Regions from separate parts of the Sus scrofa genome. Here region 1 is linked to region 2. Evidence: chromatin contacts called from public Hi-C data. All regions are on one chromosome and are shown on one strand. The core of a region is the stretch at or near the end of the contact, and the rest is flanking DNA. Distances in the headings are between cores, read along the strand shown.

What was found. Hi-C and Micro-C count contacts between places; a contact is called where the count stands out from the background.
Region 1: a contact with region 2 is called in a Hi-C map of embryonic fibroblasts, with 3 times the contacts expected there. A contact is called at or near these places in 15 of 47 Hi-C or Micro-C datasets (brain, embryonic fibroblasts, epiblast stem cells and 8 more).

The regions. Positions count from the first base shown.
Region 1 is chr5:46,490,473-46,494,153 of Sscrofa11.1, reverse strand. It overlaps STK38L (serine/threonine-protein kinase 38-like), which reads left to right. Exons shown (of 15, transcript XM_021092164.1): 15 at 78-3,173. The coding sequence ends at 205. Among named protein-coding and RNA genes, the nearest start is that of ARNTL2, 9.9 kb to the right of the region's middle.
Region 2 is chr5:46,081,592-46,085,691 of Sscrofa11.1, reverse strand. It overlaps PPFIBP1 (liprin-beta-1), which reads left to right. Exons shown (of 28, transcript XM_021092144.1): 5 at 3,573-3,659. Among named protein-coding and RNA genes, the nearest start is that of REP15, 52 kb to the right of the region's middle.

The DNA of each region.
Region 1 (3,681 bases), core at 199-2,698, 410 kb before region 2:
ACACTATTAAAAGTCTATGAGGGCATCTTTCACTAGTGAAATTCATTTACTTTTGGTTAATTTTTCCATCTTTCTAGTGCCAAACAGCACGGAACCGGACTATAAATCCAAAGACTGGGTTTTTCTCAATTATACCTATAAAAGGTTTGAAGGGTTGACTCAGCGTGGCTCTATCCCCACCTACATGAAAGCTGGGAAGTTATGAATGAAGATCACATTCGCTCACAACCAGGAGAACTCAGGTAGCTGCATCACCAGGCTTGCTTGGCGTAGATAAACAATACACTGAAATACTCCCGAAGACGGTGGTGCTTCTGACTACAGGAGGAAATTCTACAGGATTAGGATTTCTAAGACTACTACAGGAATTGGTTGGCAGTGCCAGCTGGCTTTTTTTTTTTTTTTTTTTAATATTTTATTATTTTTTGTTAACTTTATTATATGAAGGTACTGGAATAAAAAGAAACATACATCCCTTTCTAACTGCACTGCCTACATGCGTATTAAGGTCCATTCTGCCTGTGTGTGCTGTAGCTTTGTACTGTAACACCTCTAATCAATTCAGGAGAAACACATATCATTTCAAGCAACATAGGCTAATCTGTAGGTAACACTGCAGTATTGCTGTTTTACTCCAAGTCTTATGGGTCTAGAGAATCAATAAAAGCCATCTTCCATAGTTGGTATTAGAACACTTGCCCTATTGGTTTGAACATCTACAGAATATATTTAAAGACAATTTCTGTAATGGTTTTAAGAAATTTTAAAAAGGAAATACACTGGTTATTTAAATATAGAGTTTATCATCGTGTTATTACACCAACTCCACAGTAGGGAGTGACAAGTTTCTACCAAGGAGGAAGTTTGACACCTTCACTCAAGCACTCCACTAATATGCTTTACTTTGCATTCAGAAATACTGATGACCTTTATATACGTAGTCTGTATACTCATAGGGAGATGTACTGTATGATATAAAATGTAAATTGCTTTTCTTGTGACAAGAGGACTTCTTTTTTTAACCAGAGGACATGGCATTATTTTCATTTGATTATGGTGAGTTGAATTTAAGAAATGACCATGAAGGCTGCTTGTAGACCTAGTGTATTTTTATTAAACTATTTTTTTAAATGTCAAACTTCTGATCATGTAAATGGACTTGTAGAAAACAAAGAGCTATGTACTTTGGTTTTCTAGAAAGCTGTAACATATCATGGCTGGTTACCTTTTATTTCTTTTGACGAAACTGTTTCCTTTGATAGTTCTTGTATTATTGTGCCATTATTTTCTTATACTCCAAATGTACCAAAGATCCTGAACAGAGTGGATGTCCACAGCTGAGGAGAAGTTTACTGTCCTGCGGAAATGCTGCCTTCAGATCTTCCAGAGAGGTCAGCTCATTCAAGGGCAGCACTGTTCATGTTTAGCTGCATCACTGTGGTTAATGCAAATGGAATTAAGGAAGTAAAAGCAGGCCAGGGAGGCTGTGATTCGAGGGTGGGGGAGATGATGTCCGCATCAAATCCTTTGAGTAGTTTCCTAAGAGTTAAATAGTCTTTGCTAGCTTGACATCTTAATTTTAAAACAACTCTCTGAGGTTTTGGTTTCATCAGTACTAGTGAAGGAGTATCTAAAGAATGTCTTAAGTTTGTCTTAACTGCTCATTGGTTGACTCGAAGGTACAACAGCATAACCATTACAAATGATCTGCCATGAGAATCTAAAGTAATTTATTTGTAGGATGTCCTTAATGGAGAATTGCATAGGATCATTATGCAAATCTGCAAAAGGTTTTATAGATGTTGCTGCTTTTGCTAGAGAGCTCCACAGTGTTTCAATAAGGTCGTCCTGGGTTTTCTTCCGGCCCTGTTCTCCCCTTCGTTCCCTTTCCTTCCTTTTCCTCTGCCTCCCTCCCTCCCTCCCTTGTATTTGTTTGATACTTATTATGTGTTCATTTAAGACTTCATCTCCTTTTTTTTGGTTTGGATCATGTGACTGAGTAAGGAGAGAGAACTATTAAAATTCCAGGGTTTCTCAATTTGGCTAATTCTGGTTTTTCTGATTATAACTGCCTCTAATTTTAAAACAATCTTTTTAACTTCTGCTCTGTTTTATGAGATTTTCTCATCCTCCCCACCCCACCCCCTTTTTTAAAGACTGTTTTGTTAGTGTGATAGTGAATGGGTAAGAGGAAATTATAATATTCTCTGGTTCTAATTTGGTAACTATTCTAGTGTAAACACTTTTTCATTAATTCAAGTTAGAGAGATTGATGTAAAGGAGCTGAATCACCTAAGTTTACCTTTTAATTGAATAAGAGTGGAGCATTTCAGTTTCCATCTTCTTCCTTATTACTACGGAGAACTTGGGAATAGTTATGATTTCTTGGCAATGGAAGGGCAGTTATGGAAAGTTTACTTTGTTTAGAGACTCATTTTTCCCTAGAGTTAATAGAGTGATTCATAATCTTTGGGGTTTCCTCCTCATCAAAAGCATTTCTTAAGTGCCTATCTAAAAGCAATTAAAGACTGTGTCTGCCCTTTGGAAGCTAAGAATTTGATTCATGATGCAAATTAGCTAGATAATTTGCAAAGTACCCTTGAGATTGAATTTTCTCTATTATATACTTCCCATATTTCAGGTGAACCATTTAATTTAAATGACAAAACCCTATCTAATCAACCGAGCGTAATGACGTTTTCTTTAAATTAGACTCTATTTTGAATTAAAGAGTTTTGTTATAAACTGTGTGTGTTTTTGGTTTTTCTAAGTATATAGAAATCTTGTGTAATTCAGATTTATTGATTTCCTGATTTAATGTAGACTTTGATTTTTTTATTAAACAAAACCCTTTGTATTAAAGCAAGTTATGTTATTTTTCTTTTATGCTTTTCTCATTAACATGGCTTTAAATCTTTATAGTTATTGAAGTGTAGTGCTATCTGAAATAGGGAATTTCTTATAAATCAACCTTTTCTGAACGGAATATATACCTGATTTAATAAGCTATTCGTTGAATGGAAAATAACAAGTGTGAAATATTTAAAACTTTCTTTGGTTGCTAAGGCTTAAGATAAGGTTCCATTTATTTCTATAATAGCATACTTTTTCTGTTTTTTAAACATGTGTATATCTTTGTATAAATTTGTAAATCTTAAAATATTTTAAAGTACATTTATTTTTTGTGTTTTATTGTAGAAAACCTTTAGACAATTACTCCATCAGTATCTTGGTAGGAGAAACAGCTATCCATTCATCAGTGATCTCCAAATAAATGAATTGAGATTTTAATCAGTAGAGGGGTCCCTGGCTGTAAACACATTCTCTCCTGGAATTGCTAAGATTCAGAACATTCAGCATAACCATTTTGCTACAACCATGATTATTTCCTCTTGTCTTTATTTAAATTTTATTTTCTATGTAGAAGTGCACTTATTTCTGGAAAACTTTAATGAAACAAACACTTGGAACAAATATAAATATAAGACACTGGGGATTACTAGAAATATTTTAGATTTTTATGAAAAAATGTGAGGAAGATATTACTGCTTTAAAAAGGAATGAATAGTAATAATCTTAAGTTATTTTTTAAAAAGCAATATAAATTATTCAGCAGTTGTCTGGAACAATAATCATCAGGCTGTTGAGTTCTATGTTCAGTTACTGAGTTTCAAAGAAATG
Region 2 (4,100 bases), core at 507-3,006:
CCCCGCCCTCATGGATACTAGTTGGGTTTGTTAACCACTAAGCCATGACGGGAATGCCCCTCTGATGTTTCTTGAACACCCATCTTGTTCCTTCATTCAGCAACCATTTAGCACCCATTGTGTGTCAGATGGAAAGAGGAATGAATCTATGAAAAATGCAAAGTCACAAAGAATGCAGCCTCTATTGGAAGAGAAGGACATGTCTGTAGCCAAGTCTGGGCTGGTCCATTCAGTGTGATGCCTGCTGCAGTGAAGGGTCCTCTGGATGCTGTGACTGGCATGTAAGTGAATAGGCCACTCAAGGAAGACCTTCCAGGTCAAGCTCCAATTGAGATGGACTTTAAGGAATGAGGTACAAGGAGGAAAGGGCAGGAATACAGTCCATCCAGAAGGAACAGAATTAGCATGTGAGAGAAGACACTGGTTTGGGGGAGGTTTGGGGCAATCTGTAAGATACAGCACAGGAGATGAAGGAGGGATAGAGGCAGTAGGGTATTTGCCTAATGGAATTAACCTCTGATATTTTCAAGGCAAAAGTAACAAAATGAGCAGAAACAAATAAACAAATAAACAAATAAACAAATAAATGTGAATAGATCTTTACCTACTTGAATGAGTCAACACAATGCTTTGAAAGTATGTAGCAAGAATGGTGGCTATTTTGCTTTATGCTCCTATAGTGATTTTAGTGTTTAAAAATAAACCATTCTGGGGAGTTCCTGCTATGGTACAGTAGGTTAAGAATCTGAGTGCAATAGCTTGGGTCACTGCGGAAGGCATGAGTTTGATTCCTGACCCAGTGAAGGGGGTTAAAGGATCCAGCATTGCCACAGCTGTGGCTTGGATTCAGTCTTTGGCCCCAGAACTTCCATATGCAACAGGTAGAGCCATAAAAATTAAATAAATAAACAGGAGTTCCCATCGTGGCTCAGTGGAAACGAATCTAACTAGCATCCATGAGGACACAGGTTCGATCCCTGGCCTCACTCAGTGGGTTAAGGATCCAGCGTTGCCATGAACTGTGGTGTATCTTGCAGACACGGCTCAGATCCTGAGTTGCTGTGGCTGTGGTGTAGGCTGGCAGCTAAAGCTCTGATTCAACCCCTAGCCTGGGAACCTTCATATGCTGAGAGTGCAGCCCCAAAAGACACACACACACACACACACACAAATTAAATAAATAAAAATAAACTATTCGAGTGTTGTGAGTGCTTGTAAATATCAATATAGTGTTGAGAAACTTCAGTATGTTCATTATGCTCAATTTTTAGTATTTTTTTAAAGGATAATTTCGTTGAACTGGTTTTGGAACTAACCTGTCTCCATATCATATGCACTGGCTTCATGAAACACTTCTAGAACTTTGCTTTTGTTCTGTCATTTCCTTCAGTCAGAAGAAAGGATTTTTTGCTTTTTGTCCTCACTGAGCAGAAAGCTTTTTTTATTCCTACCAATGAAATGTGTCCATTTATAAAGCCCTGCTTGCATAGTTTTAAAAGTAGGTGCCTGCTAATGTTCATAAAATGAGGAACTTTAATTTGTATAGGGACAGTCTCTGCACTTTCTTAGACTGAGAACACAAATCACATATCCTGGCTCTTTTCTAAAAAAACAGTCCTCAAGAAGTTAACATAAATTTCATTTTCCTGGTAGTCTCCAGGGATGGAAGTCATCCTGGTCACTGCATCAGACTCCCCTAATACTTGTAATTTAATTCTGGACACTTCAGTTTACAACATGAATAGGTCTGCTGTGGTAATTGTGCAAGTATGTGATGAAGCAACTGATGTTAAAAAAAATGTATCCACTTTAAATACACAGTGCATGCTTACTAAATTAGTTTCAGATTCTCTTGTGGCCTCATGGGAAGTAGATCCAGTGCACCTATGCTTTTAGAAGAAGCATCCTGCAGTTTTCTTTTTTGTTAAACCTCTTTATGTTTGTTTCCTTCCCAAATAACTTTTGTTATTCCTAGAATTTATACTAGACACTGCATTAATTGGAAAGGTAGACTAATAAGAGCAGTTAATTCTAGACGTTCTCTTTATGCAGAAGTAGATTAAGGATCTGGTGTTGTCACTGTAGTGGCTTGGGTTGTTCCTGTGGCACAGGTTTGATCCCTGGCCCAAGAACTTCCACGTGCTGTGGGTGTGCCCCCCCCTCAAAAGGCAGTTAATTCTGGAAAAATAATTAGCTGTCGCATCAGCTGTGTTCTGGGCAGTAAGGATGTACAGTATATATTTCCTCTGGTTCTAAGTCTGAGGTTGTTACTGCTTTTTCAGTTTTTGGACTCCACTGGCTTTTATAATTCTGTTGTATTTGAATGAGGAATTGGCAAATTCTATTGGGATTACACATTGTATGATTATAAAATATTTAAATGAGATACCAAGAGACACATCACAGGGTGTTCCTATTGTGGCTCAGCAGTAATGAACCCACCTAGTATCCATGAGGACATGGGTTTGATCCCTGGCCTCTCTCAGTGGGTTAAGGATCTGGCATTGCCTGGGCTGTGGTGTAGATTGCAAATTCCTCTCAGATCCCACGATGCTGTGGCTGTGGTGTAGGGTGGCAGCTGCAGCTCCAATCCACCCTCTAGCCTGGGAATTTCTGTATGCCATGGATGGTGCCCTAAAAAAGACACACACACACAAACATATCACATATACCACTCTATTTCAAAATGACATTTTGATGTTGTCTGGGCTCTGTGAGCCTTTCCAATGTGTCACCTTAATCCCTTGCATCTATAAGAGAGCTAAGAACAATATCTGCACTTCCCTTGGCATTTGTACCATCCATAAATATACCCAAATCTGATAAAAAGAGGGCAGAGGGAGGAGGAGAAAGTGAGCACTAGTGAGGATAGAGCATTGGGCCAGATGTTGGGAGGTTCCAAGATGATACCCATTGAGAGGCTCTGACTGGAAGCTGAGCCTAATAGAAGGTGAACAGACAAACTCACAAGAAGTTAATGAATTCAGAATGGATGGAAAGTGATCAATTGCTGATGAGCCTGGCTAGTCAGTGCTGCCAGAGGAGGGCATTGTGAGCTGGGTCTATAAGCTTTGGTTGGTGGGGAAGAAAAGCTGTCCCTGTTGTCTCCCACTAAAAGACAGGCATTTTCAGCCCTGGGTTTGGGACTTTGGGAGGAGAAAGCAGGAATGGAAGGGCCTCCCAGGTCATTCCCTCTGTTCCCACCCAGAATTAGTGGCATTCAGGGGAAAATACTAGTTTTTTGCCCAACCACAGGCCCACAAAACTTTGCCTGCGCCAGTGTGCATCCACTGTCAGTGACTATCAGTAGCCAGTGACCCTTTTGGGTCATTATTTTCTGCTTGATAAAAAAGTTGTTTATTTTGGTAAAAACACACTAAATGCCAAGCGTGCCGTACCTGTTTTGAGGTAAATGTACCATGTTGCATCCTCATATTTTCTCTTAATGGCAGTAACAGCTGTGCTGGATTCAATTCAGGGTCCTTGCATTAAAAACACATGCAATTTTTATTTACCCACAGTAGCTGAGTTTTAAAGAGGGTCAGCCTTACTCATATGACTTCTTTTTTCAGACAAATGGACACCTACCTGGGAACGGAGATGTGTACCAAGAAAGGCTAGCACGTTTAGAAAATGATAAAGAATCCCTCGTTCTTCAGGCAAGTGGTTTTTAAATGCTGTTTTTCCCTCATGACACACTTCCAAAGACCACTTTAAGTTGGAGTGGTCGACAAATGAATGGGTAAAGCTATGGTATATTTATGTGATGAACTTTTCCTCAGCCATAAAAAAAGAATGAAATAATACCATTTTGCAGCAACATGGATGGACCTAGAGATTATCATACTAAGTAAGCCAGACAGAGAAAAGCAAATATCATATGATATCACTTGTATGTGGAATCTAAAAAAAAAAAAAAAAAGAAACACATGAACTTATATACAAAACAGAAATAGACTTAGAGACATAGAAAACAAACTTACGGTTACCAAAGGGGAAAGGGGATGGGGGAGAGATAAATTAGGAGTTTGGGATTAACACATAACCCACTACCATATTTAAAATAGATAACCAATAAGGACCTACTGTGTAGCACAGAG